Regions from separate parts of the Mus musculus genome. Here region 1 is linked to region 2. Evidence: chromatin contacts called from public Hi-C data. All regions are on one chromosome and are shown on one strand. Each heading gives the region's core, a stretch centred on a gene start, on an enhancer-like site or on the middle of the called end of the contact. The rest is flanking DNA. Distances are from core to core; before and after follow the strand shown. Region 1 overlaps 4930432J09Rik (RIKEN cDNA 4930432J09 gene). Region 2 holds the start of 4930518C04Rik (a long non-coding RNA gene).

What was found. Hi-C and Micro-C count contacts between places; a contact is called where the count stands out from the background.
Region 1: a contact with region 2 is called in a Hi-C map of bone marrow-derived macrophages, with 2.4 times the contacts expected there. The contact joins the enhancer-like site here to the promoter of 4930518C04Rik in region 2. A contact is called at or near these places in 4 of 484 Hi-C or Micro-C datasets (LSK cells, bone marrow-derived macrophages, embryonic fibroblasts and 1 more) and 2 of 115 datasets of contacts at active chromatin or transcription factors (bone marrow-derived macrophages and trophoblast stem cells).

What each region holds. Positions count from the first base shown.
Region 1 is chr14:104,000,847-104,004,135 of GRCm38.p6, reverse strand. The region is part of intron 1 of 4930432J09Rik (RIKEN cDNA 4930432J09 gene); the gene reads left to right. Among named protein-coding and RNA genes, the nearest start is that of Gm41238, 4.7 kb to the left of the region's middle. Within about 2 kb of position 1,470, at least 1 of the 459 cell types and tissues checked has an H3K27ac peak or open chromatin away from gene starts, as enhancers often do. A contact at or near this core is called in bone marrow-derived macrophages, where this site is marked.
Region 2 is chr14:103,897,070-103,900,386 of GRCm38.p6, reverse strand. It overlaps 4930518C04Rik (a long non-coding RNA gene), which reads right to left and starts at 1,620. Exons shown (of 2, transcript XR_383716.3): 1 at 1,029-1,620; 2 at 1-906.

The sequences.
Region 1 (3,289 bases), core at 221-2,720, 100 kb before region 2:
ATAAATTCTAATATCAGTGCATAGTCATATATGTAACTATGTATTAGAATATGGGGGCCTAGATGTCCTGCAATGTGCTTTTTTCTCAAGGTGGAAAACCAGGAAAGCAGCAACCAGTCTGAGGCAAAAACATGAGAGCCAACAAACCAATGGTGTAGGTTCTGGAGTCTGAGACCAGAGAGCCTTACTTTGTGATGGTGCAGAGCCAGAGAAGATGAATGCTTCAGATGAAGGAGAGAGAGAGACAGAGACAGAGACAGAGACAGAGAGACAGAGAGAGACAGAGACAGAGAGAGACAGAGAGAGACAGAGACAGAGAGACAGAGACAGAGAGATAGAGAGATACAGGGAGCCCTGCCTTCTTTTATATTCCTTATTATTTGAAGCTATGTCAGAACTAGATGGTGACCAGACAAATGGGCAACAGCAATTTTTCTTTCTTTAATTACTAATTCAAATGCTGATATATTCCACAAATACCTTCATAGAGAAACTAAGGAATGACAGTTTATTTGCTGAGCACCATTTAGTATAATCAGATTGACAGGAATATTACCCATATGTTAATAGTCACACTCTCTCCCTCTCCATGTTCTAAGTGGCCATTTGAAACCACCAGTCTGCTCTCCATTTCTACGCCATGTCACTGCATGTCACTGCCATGTCACTGCACACAATTTTAGGAGGAACCATGCTTTTGGGGACTGCATTGTTCACCGCCATCTCTGGAATGTATGCTTGCTCTTGAGTTAGTAGCACTATCAGGGGAAGGATGTGATCTTGTTGGAGAAGGTGTGTCACTAGGGTTGAGCTTTGATGTTTCAAATCCCAAGACAGGCCCTATCTGTCTGTTTGTCTGTCCGTCTGTCTGCCTTTTTCTCCCTTCCTGCTCCTTGTGCATGGGATATAAACCCTCAGCTGCTGCTCCAGGCCATGCCTGCCTCTTTGTCTGATACCATGCTCCCCACCATAGGCTTTACTAACCTCTAGAATTATGATCCACTACATCAAATGCTTTCTAAATCATGGCATTTCTTCACAGTAATAAAAAAGTAACTAAGACACTTGGGAACTCATTAGTGAGCAGCTCCTTGGTTTGGTGCGTTCCTAGAACACGTATACCCTCCAGTCTCTCTTCTCTACAGCTCCAAATCCTCTCATCACCTGTATATGATTCCTATCCAATTATACTTAATGTAAGGATTAGGATAATTGCATCTTCTTTCCATTGTCCTATTCATTGAAATGTCTTGACACATTTTAAAATGTACTATTAAACAAATAAAGCATTAATATATTTTGACTCTTTGTTCTATGAAAACTTTTTCCAAACTTGTATTTAAATGAAGTTTTGCTGGGATAGTTGTTTCCTATTGAAGAAAATTATTTCACAATCAATAATACAAGTTCCGTAAGTTCAAGCTTTGTGGATTTATTTACCAGCAAGATTTCTTCCACACACTGAACATGAAGAATGCACTTCATCATGTGAACTACTAATGACTTCCTCTTTGGGATGACAACCCTCTCTAATCAGCTGGAAGATGTCCAACTAAAACTAGCTTACTAAAATATACATACTTCAAACTTTCATGCCTCTGCATTAATTTTAAAATTACACTTAAAGTTAAATATATATTTGTTATATATGCATATTAATGAAAATACCCAGTTTTGTTGAGCATAGTGGCACATGTCTTTAATCCTAGAACTTGGGAGGCTGAGGCAGAGGCAGAGGCAGAGGTGACAGAGGAGGCAGAGGCAGAGGTGGCAGAGGCAGAGGTGGCAGAGGAGACAGAGGAGGCAGAGGAGGCAGAGGAGACAGAGGAAGCAGAGGAGGCAGAGGAGGCAGAGGAGGCAGAGGAGGCAGAGGAGGCAGAGGAGGCAGAGGAGGCAGAGGAGGCAGAGGAGGCAGAGGCAGAGGCAGAGGCAGAGGCAGAGGCAGAGGCAGAGGCAGGCTGACAAATAGATCATTGTGTTAGAGACTAGCCTTATCTACATAGTGAGACCCTGGGTTTTTTGTTTGTTTGTTTGTTTGCTTGCTTGCTTGCTTGCTTGTTTTGTTTTGTTTTGTTTGTTGTATTCTATGCATTCCAGAATTGAAAACCTAAAACTATTTTGAACAGAGTTATATAATCTTTTGCTTTTTTATTATTTGAACATTTTATACATGCATTTTGATCAAATCTAGCTCCATTCCTCAGTCTCTAATCCCTCCCTTATTTTTCCAGCATTATTTCCTCCAAACTCCATGGATTTTTTTTTTTTTTTATCCCATGGAATCCATTTAGTTCTGCCTGTATATGAGTGGACATAGGGTGATGCACTAGAGGCAGTGTAGCCTCTCAGAAGTTGTATTCCCTAAGGAAAACTGACTCTTCAAGCAGTCATCAATGGCTTCACAGCGTAGAAAAGGGCTTCATGAAGCTTTCTATGATCTATGCTAGGATTTTGCTCACCTGATCTTATAACATATTTTGTGCATGCAGTCACAGCAGGTATGAGTTGATATGTTCACAAAAGTATAGTACAGCTAATACAGAAATTAGTGTGGAGGTTTCTTGAGAAACTAAATTTAGTAATTTTAGTAACTATTAGGATTTTAGTAAAGACCAAGCTATACCTAAGCTATATGAAAAGGTATTCAAGTTCTGCTATAGAGATAGTTGTGCATCCATATTTGTTTCTCATCCTTTTCCATTGCAAAGAAATGGAATCCATCTGGATATCCATGAGCAGATGAATGGGTCATGAAGACATAGTCCATGTGTACAATGGAATTTTTTCAGCTGTAAAGAGAAGTGAAATTTGCAGGAAAAAAATGGATGGATCTGGAAAACATTATGTAAAGTAAAGTAATGCAGGCTCTGAAAGGTGAATTTCCTAAATGTTTTATTTCATATCTAGATCCTAGCCTCTGGCTTTTAAAAATGTGTACCCAAATGGGAGGAACATAGATATTGTTCAAGATACTAGAAAGGGCTCTGTGTGGTGATGGAGGAGGTGGTGGTGGTGCTGACTTTAGGGGAAGGACAATAATCAATGGGAGGGAGGGTACAGCTGGAGAACAGGGTACTGAGAGAAGGTAGGTTGGGGAAAATATATATGAAAACTTTGCATGGAAAACCATTACTCTGTAAGTTAAACACAAATGTGTGTGTGTGTGTGTGTGTGTGTGTGTTAAAGTTCAATTAAGAGTAAAGTCATTAAACTGCAAAATGCCTTCCTTTAATACTCTGATGCAAAGATAGACACATATATGTGAGAGTAACTTTCATCTACTTGAAAA
Region 2 (3,317 bases), core at 371-2,870:
CCCTGATGTATCTGCTCAGCTGATCCTGTGTGACTGAGTGTCACACACTCACAACTGAGCTATGCTCACTGTCAATCTTCCTCCTTTACCAAGAAAATGTCAGCAGGGCCTTGGACTGTTCCAGAATCTTTGGTATTCATATCTTACATCCAACACTCCTCATCTTTTGAGTAAGTCTGGAATTTAAGCTTCTTGCAGTGTAAGCGTCTACTTCAACTCTTTAAATATGCATATAAAATATGTCTTTGTTCTAGTATTGATGATGAAAAATAACAAAAAAAATGAAAAGTTCTTTTTGAAGCTGCTTCAATACGCACATGCACCTTTTCTTTCTGTTCACATTGTTGTTGTTATTGTTGTTGTTGTTGTTTTTATAGTATTCAACAATTAAATCTGATGTGTTTTACAAACTCATTAGAAGACTGAATTTTTTTCATCAGCGTCAGTTCTTAAAAAATTCTGGAAATTCATGTTTATACAAAGCTTGGAAAAGCAGAGGATAAATACTAGGGAAACATTCCAGTCGACTTTGCGCAGGTCAGAACCCCAACATTTTTTTTTCTAACATCGTGCCCCTTGTTTATTTACAGCCGCAGATACGCGCTAGCTTCTGGTGCTGGTGGAATGAATGCGCTGACCTCACACACACATTTCTGCCAGTGACGGTTTGAAGATGATAAAGTAGTCCAGAGCAAATATCTCCACTCTCTGATAGCGGGAGGCACTTTGTGTACAAAAAGCAATGGTCTGGAACAGAGTCAAGCTCTAGAAAGCAGGACAGTCGTTTCTCATCATAAACACATTATTCCTGTCGAGTCGAAGGAGAATGGTGGAGGTAGGGAAGGCTTTGAAAACAGCATACACGTTCCTCATGACTTCCCTTGTGAACAGGGGCCTCAGATCAGCCTGCAGTGGACATCAGAGGGATTCACGTTACCCCACTGTGATGAATAATGAAACACAATGCATAATTGTCCGCAAGTTCTTAGAACCTCCTCAGACCCCAGCTACCGTGCAGAATGCATTACCTCAGGCTCCACGGGGTCACGAGGGAGGTAACCAAGAGTCGGGACGAGTAAATAGACAGTATTGTACCAAACTCCTGTCGCTATGACAACCCTCTAGAAATGCCGGACTCCCATTTTCTCAGCTGCTTTTACTGCTCTGAGGAGAAAGAACAAATGGCCTTTGCAAGCGGCAACCCTGGTTAGTCTCCGACTTTACAGCTTCACCATAGACATGCCCACACAAGTCACTTTCCTTCTCTTCGTCTCCAGCAAATATCGTCAAAATATTCTTCTCATGTGAAAGGTGCTTAATCTTTTACAAAATGAAGTAGTGATGCAGGAAATCTCATTAAATTGCATTTACGTTATAACTGATAGAGATTTTAGCAGCGCGGGCTGAATCAAACTTTCACACTTGAGGGGCCAGCGAGAGTCCTTTCTCTTCTCAGTGTGAAGGATTTAAGTAGCTGAAGGCATCTCTGTGGTGTGAGAGTCTGGTGGGAAGCAGCAGCCTGTTACCCTGACACTGCATCCAGGCGCAGGAGGGGTGTGAGGCTTAGGGGAAATGAGTGTGGTTTCATCTATTGGGCAACTTCTTGTTAATGAAAAGTATGCAGTGCGGCCCGTGCATTAGCTCAGAGCACAGAAGATTCGAGGGTCACCTGACTTTCCAGTGACGCCCCACATAACACTCTCAGCCCTCCTTAATGCAAAACATGCATGTATATTTCCTTTCTTAAAATTAGTAAAACAGTTTTTTACTTATTGCTAACTCTGCCATTCAACATAAATTATATGAGGCCGGAAAACGTTTATCTCCTGTAACTTTCTTTTTCCCGGGAGCTCAGAATGGCATAAAAGTTCAAGGCATATCTACTGAATAAAAACAAGAGTTAATAAATGAATCTTTCAACACTTTGTTCTCAGCCATAGATAGGAGGAAATACTATATATGATATAACATTATTCTTAATACCAAGTATGACATAAATTTGAAATATTTTATGAAGTAAATCTGCAGTTAACATGAGCTGTTATAATTACTCAATACCAAAATGTTCAAAATCCAGAGAAAATATAAAACTCAAGAAGAAAAATAATTCTTTCATAAAACAAGTTATATTTCCTAACTAATGAACTGTGGGGTGTGTGTGTGTGTGTGTGTGTGTGTGTGTGTGTGTGTGTGTGTGTGTTATGTGGTGTGTGTATGTGATGTGTGTCTGTGTGGTGTGTGTGATGTGTGTGTGTGTGTGTGCGCATGCGCACACACATGCACTCTCACAAGCATGCCTGCCCGTGCACTGTCTATAGACCACAGGACTACTTGCCAGAGTCAGTTCTAACCTTTCAATGGGGCCTGAGAACTGAAGTCAGATCAGGATCTGACCCAGTGGCAAGTATCTTAACTCACTGAGTTATACAACCAGACCAAGAGGATAGATATTCTTAATGTTGCTTAATATACCAGGCTTGTCATACATAGGCTTCTGCTTTATGAGCTAATAATAACATTTAAAAACCAAAAGAGCGTCTGAGAGTGTAGCTCAGTGGTAGAGCCCTTGCCTAGAATCTATGAGGTCCAATGTTTCAATCACCAAAACACACACACACACACACACACACACACACGCACACGCACACGCACACGCACACGCACACTGAAGAGGTGGGGATAAGAAGGAAGGAGAGAGAAGGAGATTGTCATTTTACATAAAAGGCAATTTCTTGTTTAGATACAACTCTTCATGAACTTAGGGATGAACTTGAGTCATGTTCATGACTGTCTTTTTTGTTTCATATTTAACTAAAATGCATTGGATGAGAATCCTAAGGAGAAACGAATGTCAGGTGAGGTAGAAAAGGGCCATCAGGGTGGTGTCCTGAGAAAAGTGGGGCCTGCAGGCAGAGGCAGCTCACCCAGATGACCTGGCTCAGGCTGCAAACTCAGATGAACATCTACATAGCTCCACAGAGGCAAACATCACAGCAAGGAGGAACAGCAAAACAGGGCCAATCAGCCAGTCATACTAAAAGCTAGCCTTCTAGAAAAGAATTTACAATGTGCATTGAAGAATATTAAGCATTATGTTGTGAGTGTTCTCTTCCTGGGTCAGTTGCACTTTTCAGATACACCTGCCAGAAATGAAGTAAGTTTTGAACAATAGAGAATTAGATTTGTGTTGATTTAATGAGAAATGCTTTTTATTTGTTTTATATATATATATATATATATATATATATATATATATATATTTGTTTTCTGTGGCAAGTAGTCTATTGGAAGTTGATTGTAGGCAGTAATTTAGTACA